Regions from separate parts of the Anas platyrhynchos genome. Here region 1 is linked to region 2. Evidence: chromatin contacts called from public Hi-C data. All regions are on one chromosome and are shown on one strand. Each heading gives the region's core, a stretch centred on a gene start, on an enhancer-like site or on the middle of the called end of the contact. The rest is flanking DNA. Distances are from core to core; before and after follow the strand shown. Region 1 overlaps DLG1 (discs large MAGUK scaffold protein 1). Region 2 has its middle 18 kb from the start of BDH1.

Region 1 (6,921 bases), core at 3,965-6,464, 65 kb before region 2:
AAGTGAAAATCCGGGAAAGGAAATACAATAACAATACATGCTTTTATCCAGTGAAGTCTCATACTACAGTTTCATTTCAGCAGCTTTTCATGCTTCCCTGACACAACATTGAGAAAAGACAGCAATTGGATATGTTTCTGCTCTACTGCTTTGATGCAGCGCCATCCGAGTAGAGGCTAAGAGCCACTCACAGCCAGTGTAGATGAAGTGCTTCCACAATACTAACAAAGGGTTGAGGTTTTTTTTTTTTTCCTCCACTGCAGACAGTGAGAAGGCTGTTCCCAGAGACAAACAGATCAGTCCCACTGCCGAAAAACCATAAAAGCAGATCATGTCCTAATTATAAAATAGTTTACCAAGAGCAGGAGAGAATCTAGGCACCAAGAGGATTCTATCAATGCTCATTTATCTGTCATATTGGGCCCTGCCTAAACTACTTACAGTTTGCACTGTTTCAGCCTTCTGTCCCCCATCAACACCATAACCCTCTTGGCACAGCTACTATTCCACCAGTTGCTTCCCAGTACCCGTGCAGGGTCCGCTCTATCCTTGCTGCAGAACTTGGCACATCTTGTTGAGCTGCTTGAACCTCCTCCTAGCCCGGTCCCCCAGGTCAGAGGTCTCTGTGCTAAGGTCCTGCAGTTTCCCGTTTGCCACTTGAACTAGAGGAGCATCATCTGTCAGCTGGCTTGGGGTGTGCTGTGTCATCCTTCCAGTAACTTGTGGTTTGAGTTGTATCTGCAGTTTATGAACAAAACTTTCAAAAATACTGACCCTAGACTAAGGCCTGCTCATCAACCCTGCGTATTCAACATGTTTCTAAACCACCATACTTCAGCGAGAACCTAGGGCATCACACACACGCCCTTATAAAACACCAGAAGCTATTGGAACACCAACTGCACATCTCTTCAAAATTCAGTTCTCCTTCGGCTGTTTCAGCAAAACACAGTACCTTCCTACAGAAAATAGTGCCCTACTTTAGCTATGACATTACTGACAGAGTTAGGACTGAAATACCTGAGTGGATGTGACAGCATGTGAAAATACCATACCGAATGTAGGTCTTCCTCCCTTCCCTTTAGAACACCTAGAAAATACTATTTTAACTAAGAATTTTTAAAACCAAGTGGAGGAAAGCTATTAGCTCATGAGTTCCAATATTCAAAAAAGAAACTTAGGAAAGCAGACAGTATTATTTCTCTGAATAGTTGAAGAATTCACAGATCTTGAATATTGCACCCACTTCTGATCTCATCTGAGAAGAGCAGCGACAAAAATCAAAAAAGTACAGTGAATAACAGCTAGGATAAAGATCCCCAGAGGCTTTCATCTATGAAGATTATAAAGTGAGGAGCCTCATCTGTCTCAAGTAAACAGCTGAGCATGGGAACTTGATACAAGATCTTTAAAAACATGAATGGTGGAGAAAAGGCAAATACAAAGCAATTATTCACTATTTAAGACCACACAGGCATCAGTAGACAAAGAAATAATTGAGTAGATATTTTAAAAACACTAGCAAAAGAAACTGCTGCAGAACTTACTGCCAAGGACATGAAGTGTTCAAAAAGGAACTACAGAACAGCAAACCAAAGGTAGACTAAGGTCTAATAAAAACGTACAGCGATAATCACTAGCTCAGGAAGTCTTTAAGATGCTGCCTTCTGAAGTGCATCAGCAACTGAAGTGGACACTTAGCCTTTCCTCATGATTTTTTCCTTAAGACAAACTGCTAGTCATATTCAGAAGCAGAGTCCTAAGCTACACGAAGTCTGGGGTCTCATCCTCTATTTTTTCCCCATACATTACACTCTCCTCAGCTTCTGTGAGCCACCTGCTCAGAGGAAACAAAGAATTCTGCTCTACTCTTTTTGATAAAGGAGTTGCTTTTTTAGTCATTAATCAAAGGTTGCACATACCTGAAGGTGATGTCAGACAGTCCATGAAGAATTACGTCCCTCATTAAACTAGCAAAAAGATGTTTTCATAGGATTTCAGGCACTTTAAACTACTTTGGAAGTAAAAGAGCGCTTACTTGCTCTCTCTCCCTACAGTGTCACAATCTGATCAATCCACAGAACAGTCAGCTCACAACAAAGCAAACTTCGCTATCACTCACTTCAGTTTTTACGACACTTCCACCACTCAAAAGAGACTAAGACAATGAAGGAATTCAAGGACACTCCTTATCTCAGGTAAGAGATTTAAAACCAAACAAAACTAAAAAACACCAACCCCTCCTCTCATCCCAAATCTTACAAGACTGGTTTTGAACGTGGAAAATTCATGTCTACAGTCCTATTGTTTCCTTTTCAAACTGTATTTCCAAATCTAGTCAAAGTGTTCCAAATCTAGTCCCTTCTACACTGCAAGGTAAACCTCACAAAGGAGAAAGGGCACATAACTTGGAATACAGAATCACAGAATATCCTGAGCTGGAAGGGACTCAACAGGAGTCTTCAAGTCCAACTCTTGACTTCAGCTAAGAATGAGAGAATTGTTCAAGAGCACTGTCCAAATGCTTCTTGAACACTGACAGACTTGAGGCCATGACTCTTCCCTGGTGGGAAATAAAATTAAAAAAAAAAAGCCAAAGTATCAAAAAGATTTTCCAGATTCATGACTGGCAAACCAAAAACTTAATTCTAGCTCTGTCCCCTCTCATCTAATACTGCAGTTCTGTGCTTTTCCCTACCTTTCAAAAAGTGTCTCCTCAGATACTTCAAATCTTGGAGGGCAGAGAAAGCCATGCCAAGTTTTCTAAAATGTAGATACCCAGATTTTCCTGCTTGCTCTCGAGAAAAACTCCTCACTAACAGTAGAGGGCAGCATTTCTCCATTTCCACTGGAAACGATTTCTCTGCTTGCCTAACAGTAGTGTTTAAGAATGTAAAACACACAACAGCCTACAGTAAACTATTTATTTTTCCAGAGTCTTCGTTTTACAACAATGCATTTCACATCCTATTCTATCCAAACATCAGAATTAAAGCAAATGTAAAAAAAAAAGAGTAAAAATTTGATTTAGCCAGAAAGTTTTTCATTTCATTCATTATATTCACGATCTGCTGACAAATGTGTCTCCAAATACTGTTTATAAATAGTAGTACACTGATGATGAAAAAAAACACAACACCGCTTAATTCTGATTTTATTCTCTGAATGAATATATGAAGGAACACTAGTTAGTGGGAGAAAAAGCAAGGGCTTCTAAGATCACTAGTGACCTCTAAGGAAATGGAAATAATCCGACTTTGCAATTAACCTTCCTGTTTAACAGGATAATCAGTTACATATTTCTCCAATCCTTGTGTCATGAAAGCTATGTTAGAAGAAGCTACAGCAAATAGCACTTATTATTTCAGATAATCCTTAATTTGGGGTCCAAAACCCAATCTGATGATTTTCCCTCAAAATTATAGGAATTGAGACAATCGTTTCCTGCAGCATCTATCCATTAACCTAAATTCCTAACAAACAACTTAATGGGATCTTTACAATCATCCAGCTCCATCACAACAAGCTTGTGTTATCTACATTATAGTTATAAAAGGCTTTTACTGAGCTAATTACTTTAGCAACAGGGAACCTTTTGATTTGTGCCTTTAATTTGTTTTGGCTTAACTCTTATTGTTCCTGTACTAATATTTGGTTTGAAAAGCTATTGCTATCTTTCTATTTTGGAAGCATTCCCCTTCTAGTTAAGACAAGCTCTTCCACTTTTTCTCCCCCCTCCCCCCCCCCCTTTTTTTTTTTTAAGAGCACTTCCCTCACCATGCGAGCAGTACTTCTAGCTGTGTGCGTACACATTGCAGTGGCAATTACGTAACACTGTATAAAACAGTACTTTCGAATCTCCTCAAGTTGCCCAGATGGTCTCCAAGAAATATTTCTCAACCAATGAAAAACAGGACGAGAGTTGTAAGAACCATGCTACTTCTAGCCCAACCTCAAACTTCCTTCCATTCCCTTGCATTTCAATTGCTTGCATAACACTAGCTGGGTACATTGGATACATTAAACAGCAGACAACTTATTAGGAAGTAAGGAAACGGAGAAATCGATGCATATTTCACCAGACAAGACATGGTGATTATCTCCAGGAAGTTTCCTACAAAGAGCTTTTAAGATGCATTGATTATGAATGGGTCACTAAGCTCGCCGCTCCTCCTCAGCGTAACAGGCATCGTCATTGCCTAGAGTCCCGCTGCAACAAAAAGCAGTGGGGAGCTCAAGTATTCACTAGCTGTCTTCATATACGGCAGGAAAATTAAAGCAGTAAGCAAAAAAGCTTCATGCAATAAGGTAGTTCTAGTTTCATCTTCTTGAACAAGTTATATTATTATCAGTCCTAAGGACAGAGAGCAGTGGCAAGGTGCTGTGTGTACAGGGTTGGTTGTTTTGTGGTGGTGATTGGTTGGATTTTTTTCTTGAGGAAAAGTATAGCTTGTTAAAACACTATTTTTTTCTGAACCATGCTAACACAGTCAAAAGAGATTTTCTGCATCAGTTATGTGATAGTTGTATTTTGTCACATTTTTACAAATCGATTAAAAAAGTGAAGAATAAAAGAGGTCTCTTTTGGGTAAAAGCTTTACAAGGAGATTCAGGAACACACTACAAGTCAAACACGTGTATTTTCCAAGAGACAATCACCGTACAAAAAGTAAAAAGTCATCTATTAATTATAAAAAAAAATGGACTAAGTTCACCATTACGACATTCCAGGGAGCTCAGAGTTAAAACAAAGATTAAGGAAACCATGCACAAGTGCAGTAGGGCGAGAAGCGTGCCTGTTCAGTTCTAGATTAACCGCCGCCACATTTGGCCAAAGCCATCAGCTGGGAGAGCCCCAGGCAGAGTTGTCTCTGTAGGCTGTTCAAGAGTCTGCTCTCGAGCTGCCCCACTTGCACATCCCCACTGTACACAGCAGGCAAGCAAAGCACTCCCCAGGGGTGTTGACTTAACCAGGTAATGAAGACACCGCAACTACAGGTGGGGAAACACCACTAGCACGCTGTTTTTCACGATATGAAAGAATGTGTCACATAGATGAGGGAAAATTCACTGCAGCAGAATGCCCCACTTCAACTGCACGCTTCAGAGAAACCGAAACCACAACTGGCACAATCAGCTTTGGGGAAACAAGGAAGGAGAAAAACCATCCTCAGCATTTATTACAAGTCATGTGGGCACATGTTCACCCACTGCTAGAGCACACACACACGGAGGAGATAAGAAAGGCACTCTTGCAGCCACCATGGGCCGGTCACTAGAATGCCCCGAGCACTGTTCGCTCCATCAGGCATGCAGATGAGTTCAGAGAATGCCGCTAACTTCGGCCCACACTGACCTTTAGGACAGTAGCCCTTGGTTACACTTAACCAAGTACCAGAACTTCATTAAAGTATTTCTTCCCACACCTCCCAACCCAGGATGCTGCAGCACACCGTCCTCAAAGAGCCAGCTCCAAAAAAGTCACATTACCACTTCTGAAAGTATGAGTAATATCCACTGACAATATAGCAGGCTATGATTAAGCATCAAATCAAGAAAACAGTGAAAAGAAAAGCAAGCCTTATGTTTGAAAAGCCCCAGTGCAACTTAATGCATTCGCAAAATAAAAGCTTTCATGCGCTGTGCCAGCTAGTAAGACAGAACTGACTAGTGGCATATGAGACAAATCAGCCAGCAAGTTCAGCCATCCTCAAATCTCACTTCAAGTAAGACAGGAAACACTGTTGGGTTTTGGGTTGGGGTGTGCTTTTTGTGGGTTTATTTTTTGGTACGAAGAAACCTAAATACCCTTGCCTGCTGACGGAATCGTGCTAGAGACCATATGTCCAACTACGAACAACCCTACGTTTATTCACCCACTGTTTTCTCCCACTGTTTTCATTACAACAGGAAACTATGCCAGAGCTGCTCACTCTGAGGGTCCGGCTTCAGGAGCAGCAGGCAAGGAGACCAAACATTTTAATTCCCCTGATTCCCCACTGCTCTCCTCTCCTCCTTCCCAGAGCATTGAGCTGTTAAAGCCTTATCATTTTACCTGCCTTTCCAGAGGCAGCAGACAATGTAACTGCTCAGAACAATCCAATTCTCCTTTCCAGCAGCTACCTTTTAACAGCTCTAGTGTTCATTTGATTTTTCCATGAGCTGCTTTAACTCACCAGCCAGCAGAAAAGCATTCCTGCTAAGTGAGCATTACAGAAAAGGGGGTGGAAGCACTCTCAGTTGCAGCAACCTGACACATCGGTTCACTGTCACACCTGAAGCTACAGATTGAATTCTTCTCCCTTAATATAAACAAGGACCACAGAGCAAAACTGATTAGGACTGAATGCTTCATGCTGTTACTCCCATTAATCCTACCTGAAAAATTACTCAAGCTGAGATCACCAGTTCCTCCAAAATAATTCACAGTTCCAGAAGGGCAACTGGAGTTCAGAAAATGCTTTGAAGGGGTCTTTTGTATAGGATTGGTTTCAAAAGGTTATTCCCCCCCCCCCCTTTTTTTTTTTTTTACTGCTGCATTCAGCATCTCCTCCAACCTAAATATAATCCACACCATGTTCTCAGAGTCATGGAGAGCTGGAAATACTCCTAGCCCATATGTTCTCAGAGCTCGAAATGCTGTTATTTTAAAGCCATTTGTTGCTCTTCAATCAATTGCTAACCAAACACGCACAGAACTGATGCAATAACCAGATAATTCATTTGCCACTTATTTGTAGTATAAACTAGCAGCTCTTCCTTTTAAAAGGCGAGGGGAAATAAATACAAGCTTGAGGACAAACGTTCAAGAGCTTCAGGTAACGCTCATCAGCTTCACATGAACACAAGCATTGGTCCAATTATCCTATTTTTTCAAGGACTCACACTTGCACAAATACAACCATCATTGACATGAAAGCT
Region 2 (7,449 bases), core at 1,443-3,942:
CACTGAGCTGCTCCTGGGATGCACAGCACAACAAAAGCATCCTCAGGCAAGAGAAGGGCTGACTGCTTCGCAGGGAGCTGTCCTGGTGTTCAGGGTAGGCTGAGAAAAACTGGAGGGTGTTCCCTGAAGCAGGGACTTCACTCATCACTGTTTTACACATTGCTTTGTTACACGTATTTGTTCTTCTACAATGAAATGTCATAAAAGGGGCAAGAACCCTTTTGTCACCAGCTGACGGGGAGAAACAATAGCTCTGCTCACTCTGTCACCACCCTGCAGAGGCTGAATCACCCTCACAAGGCAAATCATCCTCTTGCCTGTTGCTCAGCTCCTTCATCCCCGTGAATCATTGTGGAACAGGGACGGGAGGGAAAGGCGGATGCCACAGCGTCCCCCGTACCCAAACTGAACCAAACGCTGAGCTGCGGCTGGGATCGCCTGGGGGCAGGGGCAGCGAGGGAGCGGTGGGGCTGGGGGTGATGCATGGCATGGGGATGGGTCTCAAACCTGTCTCAGGGGCTGGACCTCCCCTTTGTGAACTCACCAGCCCTGAGATGGTGATACCCTGAGACACCACGGCCAGCCTCACATGTTGTCCCTGGGCACCTCCACGTGGTGCTGAGCAGCTGAAGAGCCGGGGGCGGTGGCACACCCAGCACCCTCTGTGTTGTAAAACAGGGCTGCTGGTTTCTGGTTAAAGGCACTCTAAACAGCCTAGTGGGGGAAAACATGTCTCAGGAAGAATGGTACTGTGTCTGCCAAGCAGGGCTGCTCTCACTGCAGCAGCGAGGCCTCTCTCCTTACTTGTCCATAGTGAAATGTGACATCAGGCCAGTGGCACGGAAACACTGCATGACCGTGTTCAGACACAAAACGTATCTGATGGGAGGGAAAAGACCGGTCTGAAGGTAGCGAAGTTTCAGGATACAGCATCCAGACTTTTGGAGCATGCCAGAGGGCAGCTCCTCCTTCCCTGCTGCCAAAGTTCTGCTTTGCCGTTAGCAGGGGAGCCCCGAGATCAGGATGCTGCAAGGGCCATGTGGGCACCCGCTGGCCTCGGGGCTGAGCAGGAGGACAACAGGGCATGGGGAGCAGGGCATGGCGCAGCCCTCAGCCGAGCCATGTCAAGGGGCAGCAGCACCTCTGCTCCCTACCTGCCCTGAGGGCGCTCTGCCAGCAAAACCCTAAAGAAAAGCCCATGGGCACTTCTCTGCTCGCTGGGCTCTGGCAGAAGGCAGTGCTGCTGTGCTGTAAATTGATTGCTGCTGCAAGGAGAAGGTCAGAGCATCAGCCCGTCGCTAGCAGAAAAGTTCAAGCAATTAAGCTTTAAGTCACAGTGGAGGTATTGGCTGTGATTAGAAATGTCAGACAAATATTTCATGGCAATAAATAACAAATGAACACAGATTTTTAACAGGCTTTTCAAGCTTGGTGGAAAAGCAGGTCTTTTATTCAAGTTTTTTTTTTTTTTTTCTTACAAACCTCCCCGCCGCATGGACAGTCAGTAAATCCTAGTGTACAAGCCTTTGTTGGGAAGGAGACTCGCTTCATTTTGTGGCTCCTCTGTGTATGACATCCCCTTAGTTGTGGCTGTTACGCTCAGAAACCACCCGATTTCCATACACGCCATGTAACACGAGGCACAGGAGCTTCAGTGTCAGGCCTGCCACCAGGCACGGCTGGTGCTGCAAGGGAAGGCTCAACAGCAAAGCCTGTGCTGGGTGAGCAAGGATTCCTATGACAGGGTGGCAAACATCACTGGAAAAGCCCAAAGCATGACCCAGCTACAAGGGCCAGCTGCTGTGAGCTGCGGGGCAGCCCTGTGCCCTCTCACAGCATTTTCCCAGGGGAGGGGAGAAGTCTCCCCAGCAGTCCCAGTAACACTGCAATGCTCATACAGGGAACAGCGCATCCCCCAGTCCACCTGCCCCGTTCCCTGTGAGGTCAGTGGCACTCACACCTGCTGGTGAATTGTGGAGCCCAGGAGAAATGTTCCCTCTCTGTAATTGTCTTCTCATTGTGCGGTGATGCCTGCTTACAAAGCTGACAGCCTTATCATCCAGGCGGTTTGCAGGGTCAGGACTAGAAAATGGGTATTTGCGGTCCTCCTGACCCTGAGCAGACTCATACCTTTCTGGATAGCCAATTTTACCCTGATAAATAACGGGCTTGCTCAGAGATGTTATGAAAAGGCTCCGTAAGCAAGCAGGAAAGGGAAGGCCGCTGCTGTACCGCAGGGCGGTGCCATCACAGGGCGGTGCTGGGCTGCGGGCTGGGGAGGTCAGCTGCACCCCCAGGTGCTTCCTATCGGGATGTGTTCCCCTAGCTGCTCACTGTCAGCTTTTCCAAGGTTTTTTTTCACACCAACAAATAACAAAATAACGTACACAACAGACGGCTCCCACTGTTTCCACACCTCTGGAAGCTGGAGGGGCTTTGTCAGACAGCGGAGGCTGGGGACGGCCATGGAGGAGGCAAGGCCGTGGTGAAGGCGGCGTTGGTCTGAGCTCGGCACAGCCCAGGGCCTGGGACATTCCTGGGCACCAACGAGGAGGCAGAGGTGTGTAACCAGCCTTCCTCCAGCCACCTCATGGCCTCTTTTCCCCAAAGAGGAGAAAAGACTTCAAAATAACGCTCGGGACTCCTGCCTGCTCCCTCATTTTGGGGCTCCCGAGCCTGCTCGGCACACATCCCGACTTCTCTGTGCCAGACGTGCTCCCTTGGCGAGGCAAGCTGACATTACCGGCTAACCACCCCAGCCCAGGGGCTGGAGCTCTAAGGAAAGCAAAGCCACCGAGCCTCCTGTGACTCACACTGAAATCACAAGCCGTCTGCATTTCCAGCCGGGCCTGTAATCAGCCGGGGCAGGGCCGATGGCTTTCAGGCAGGAGGGTGGAAGGAGCGGGCAGGCAGTGGGGTCACAGCCCCCTGGGGTGCAGGAAGCATCTTGAGGCAGCAACGCCTGCGTTCTGCCCTGCCTGCTCGGGGGCTGCTGCTGTAGACATGTCAGCAGGTTTTGCCACCGACAGCACACACAGCAGCCCCAAAATTTGGTAATTTAAGGAATGTGGTGTTTTAGAAATTCTGCTGTGGGAGCGCGGTGCACACTGGTGTGGTTACAGCTCAAGGCACACTCAGCACCGCTCACCCGGCACGTGGGCACGAGCTGGCTGAAAATCTGCTCTTGCCTGTTTGCTGCCTTCCCTTACAGAAATCCACCACGACGGCTGCAATCACTTCAGGAATGCTGCTATCCACACAAAACCTCCCGGCTGCCCGCTGCTGCAGCACTGCAAGAGCTCCTGTGAACTCTCCCACTGCATTTCAGATCAAAGCCGGCCAGCTTGAGGCACTGCTGGGAGTGGGTTTTAAAGTGTTGCAGCTGAGTCCTAAAAAAAAACCTCATCTGCTTTCATCCTCTCTGCAGCTTAACAGACATTTACAGGCCCCTGGGTAGTTTCTTGTGGATTTCTTTTCTCCCTGCTGTTTCAAACGGGGGTGAATCCTATTGAAAAGCACATTTCAAAGATCTCAGCCATCTCCTCCATCCCGTCTGCGTGGGCTGGGAGCAGTGGCTGGAGCTGTGCTCTCCGGGAGCACGGTGCGGGTGTGAGCTCAGCCTGCAGCCCCAGCTCCAGGCCCGGTCACACATCCTGCCTGTCGGAGGGCTGGCTACCAGCCGGGCTGGGGATGTGCACACATTTTTTCCATTTCTGGGAACAAGTTAGTGTGCCTGGATCATTTCTAAAGAAAGGTGACAGCAGTCAGAAAATGAATTCCTGCAGGGCACCAGCATCTCCCTGAAACGGGACAGAAACCACCCAGCATCATTGCTTGATGGCCACAGCAACCTGGGCCACAAAGAGCCTTTTGGGGTGGCCAGGACCAGCCCCACAGTGCTGGGTGCCAAAACACACTTGGGACTGTGTGGAAGGGGTGAGGGGCAGCTGGTCCGGGCTCCTGCAGCCCCTGGGCACCCCGGCCACATCTCTGTGTGCCCGTGTCACCCCACGGCACCCTCTGGATCCCCTGGGCAGCAGCCCGGCCTGCACAGAGCCAGGTGCCTCAGGCCCAAACTGCTGCCATGCCAAGGGAGGCCTGGGGGCTGCTGGTGGCTCCCTGGGGCATTTCCCTGTCAGCAGAGCGAAGCACAGGCTGGAGAAGGAGAGGAGTACCCACTGGGCAGGGACGGGTGGCCCCAGGATGGGCTGCAATGGAGTTCTGGGCTGCTGGGGATCCCAGGCAGGGCCAGGCCGTCAGCGAGTGAGATATTTCACAGTTTCTAAACCCACTGCAGACCCAGAGGTGACACAAGAGTGGTGTTCACCCATCAGCTTCTGTTGAACCAGCCTTTGTCATTTCTCCTGGCCTCTCAGACCAGCTGTGCTTTTGGTTTCGTGACACGAATACCCCAGCTTATATCCCGATAAGGTTTGACACAATACCTCTAAGGTTGTGCAATACGAGGAGCAGGAATAGTCTGTGGCCCTTGGTGCAACAGAAACCTGCTGCTTGCTGTGCTGGCGATGCACAGACCTGGCGGGCTGGTTCAGGTGTGCTTGCTGGCAGCATTCAGACTCCTAAGGCCTGAAAAACTGGCTGCGAGTCTCTGTGGCAACATGTTATCTCACAAGATTTACGGTCCACCCTGCTCCGGGTAAAGTCAGAAATACCTCTCCGCTGATCTCTCCTGATATTACCACATTTTCACACCGCTGCTCTGACAGTCACAGCCCAGGGAGAAATAATGACGGAGCGTTTACACTTCCACCCCAGGCTCCAGCAAGGAGAGTTCTGGGGCTTTGGTATTTGGGAAGGGTGAGGGCAGGGTCCTGTTAGTTCCCAACCTGCAGTTCTGGCTGGAAAATAAGATATGTTTGTGCTCAAGGATGAGTACCTGGGCTGACGCAGAGAGGAGAAATTACAGCTTGCTTTCTTCTGTGTCCTCTTCTCCCTTGGTGAAGGCACGATGTAAAGCCCTGCCTGGGCCATGGCTCCTCGGTTGTGGTTTCTCAGCACCAGCATCTGAGCACAGCTGGTCTGCGAGTGAGATGGCCTGCTTGCCCCTGGCTGTGAAACAGGACCACCGCCACCTCGGGAGAGCACCATTTCTCCACAATTCATGCAGTGGGTGATGACGGTTCTGCCAAGCTTTTCTGCCAAAGCTTTCCCACATCACACAAATAATTACAACCCTGTGCTAGAGGAGGAAGGAGAATGGCTCGATAAACCTGCAGCAAAGGCAGCGGTGTGGCAAATACGGGTCCAATCTCTCTTCCAGGTAATTATTTATACACAGTGGCAGAGCCCCACATGGACACAGAGACTCATACGTAACTGTCTGTCCTGAAGTGCTGGGGCCCTTTTAAAGTGAAACACAGAGCTGATAGACAACTATCGCTGCCTGTCCCTCACCTGTTGCAGAGGAGCTGCAGAACGCACTGTGCCACCGCACGTCCTCTCGGCGTGGTTATGGGTAAAAGTCCCAAGCTGGGACCCCCGGCTTTGCCATCACCTCCTCCACCACCTGAGCAAATTCAGGCAGTTCGCAGCACCCTTTTCACCCCACACCCTGTGATGCCCAGGTGACGGGTGGTGACAAGCCCAGGCTGGCACAGCCTGGCATCCTTGGGGCTGCTGCCTTGCTCCTGGCCCTGGCATCTCCCCCTTCTTGCATGGCAAGGCAGAGCTCCTCCAGTGCGAGCTGCTGCTGCCACCCACGGCTGCTGGGCTGCCTTGCAGCGTTGTGCAAGAGCTGGCACAAAGGCAGGCTCCCCTTGCTGCTTTGGCAATACCAGGCTGGCGCCTCATCTCTGGCGGGGAAGTGCCTGTTTTAGTCTGCAGCACCACAAGGCTGCAGGGCAAGCCCTGCGCTGCTGCTGGGGAAGGGGAAGCGGCGCTGTGCTCCCCAGTGGCACTTCCCTGTGGAGCTGTTGTCAGGTCTTCTGGGGGTTGTGCACGTCGTTCCCTGCTTGTTTGCTGGGACCAGGCTGGAAGCCACTCTCATTTCAGAGCCACAGTCCCCAAAGTGCCAGCAGCTGTGCATAGGCTTGGGAGCAAGGTCCCTTTGCTTCAGTCAGACCTCAGTACAGACAGGGATTTGACTTCATAGCTCAGCAACTGAGCCGTTCGTGTATTTAATTCAGTACCTATTTAATTCTTAAATTTAATTCACTTGGGGCAGGCATTCTGTGCTCAGCCCTTTCCACTTTCCTGGGCCCAGAGCAGCCCTGGTCTGAACTGCCAGCCCAGGACCACGAGCCTCAGACCAGCACACGGAGCTGGCACATCTGCCTGCAAGGGGAGCCAGGGTCAGATCTCTGCGGGGCTGCTGAGCTGAGGTGCAGGCTTAGGACCTGCTCTCCCGTAGCTTCCCTGGCTATAAAATAATATTGTTTAACCAGGAAGTCCCTGCACTCATGTGGCAACGAGGTGGGTCTCAAGTGCAACACTCGCCCCCGTCAACACTAGAAACAGAAAGCTATGAAGTGGGCAGAGCTTCAACATTTCCTCGCTAAGGTTTAGAACAAGATGTAACAGCTGTAGTTAAAATTACCCCATCTCTGCTGCCTCCCACCACACCAGAGAAGATATTTTTAGGTTAAGAGAGTCTTACCACAGAAAGCACTGGTGACAATTTGCTCATCTCCCGGGGAGCTGAGGCAGATAGAGCTCAACCACGCTACTGCATGGAGAACATTAATACAAGCCGGCCAGTGGCTTTCTGATGGCCTTGGTTCAATCATTTAGGCACTGAACCACTCGTTTCCCATTGGATTTGATATGTAGAGAGGTGGCGGCAGACCTCCTATGTCTCTACCAAAGAGGAAGAGAAGGGATGTGTTCCCCAGCAGCAATGTGGTCTCAATCCAGCGTGCTCTGAAGGTCCCTCTCCTACCTTCAGTGAAAGTGGCCCAACGCCTCTTCCTCTAGCACTGGTATGATGGAGCTGCCAAGCACAAAGGCAACTCCAGGTTGCCCAAGGGTTGCTGCGTGGTGAGATGTTGTGTCAGTGCCTCTGCTTGGCAAGAAATATGTGGGAAGAGAGAGAGCAGAGCTCAGAGAGGCACCTCCAGCTGGCAAGTCTCTCCCAGAGTTTTATTTTGTCAGTGACCTGCTATATGCCTGCCCTGCTGAATCACTGACATCCCCTCTACTCTTTGTAGCTCAGTCTCTTCCCACTCCATGGGAGTGATCCATAACAGTCCTCAGTTACCTGTGTGAATCTGGTACAGATGCAGGCTTAAGAGCTGTGATCACAGAGTCCAGGGGTTTGGCATACTTGTCGCGAGAGGCAGGAGGATACATCCAGTGCTCATACTAAAGTCTTGCACTAATGTGGATGTATAAAACTCTAGGCTGCAAATACGCCTCTGAGTTAAGTGTGTATGTATAAAAACAAGCACGAACTTCATCAAATTATAAAAAAAAAAAAAGTATATGAGCTTT

Evidence for each region. Hi-C and Micro-C count contacts between places; a contact is called where the count stands out from the background.
Region 1: a contact with region 2 is called in a Hi-C map of skeletal muscle, with 2.3 times the contacts expected there. The contact joins two enhancer-like sites. A contact is called at or near these places in 3 of 8 Hi-C or Micro-C datasets (liver, skeletal muscle and subcutaneous adipose tissue).

Annotation. Positions count from the first base shown.
Region 1 is chr9:13,000,009-13,006,929 of IASCAAS_PekinDuck_T2T, reverse strand. All of the region lies in intron 3 of DLG1 (discs large MAGUK scaffold protein 1), which reads right to left. Among named protein-coding and RNA genes, the nearest start is that of DLG1, 36 kb to the right of the region's middle. Within about 2 kb of position 5,214, at least 1 of the 8 cell types and tissues checked has an H3K27ac peak or open chromatin away from gene starts, as enhancers often do.
Region 2 is chr9:12,931,719-12,939,167 of IASCAAS_PekinDuck_T2T, reverse strand. No RefSeq gene overlaps it. Among named protein-coding and RNA genes, the nearest start is that of BDH1, 18 kb to the right of the region's middle. Within about 2 kb of position 2,692, at least 3 of the 8 cell types and tissues checked have an H3K27ac peak or open chromatin away from gene starts, as enhancers often do.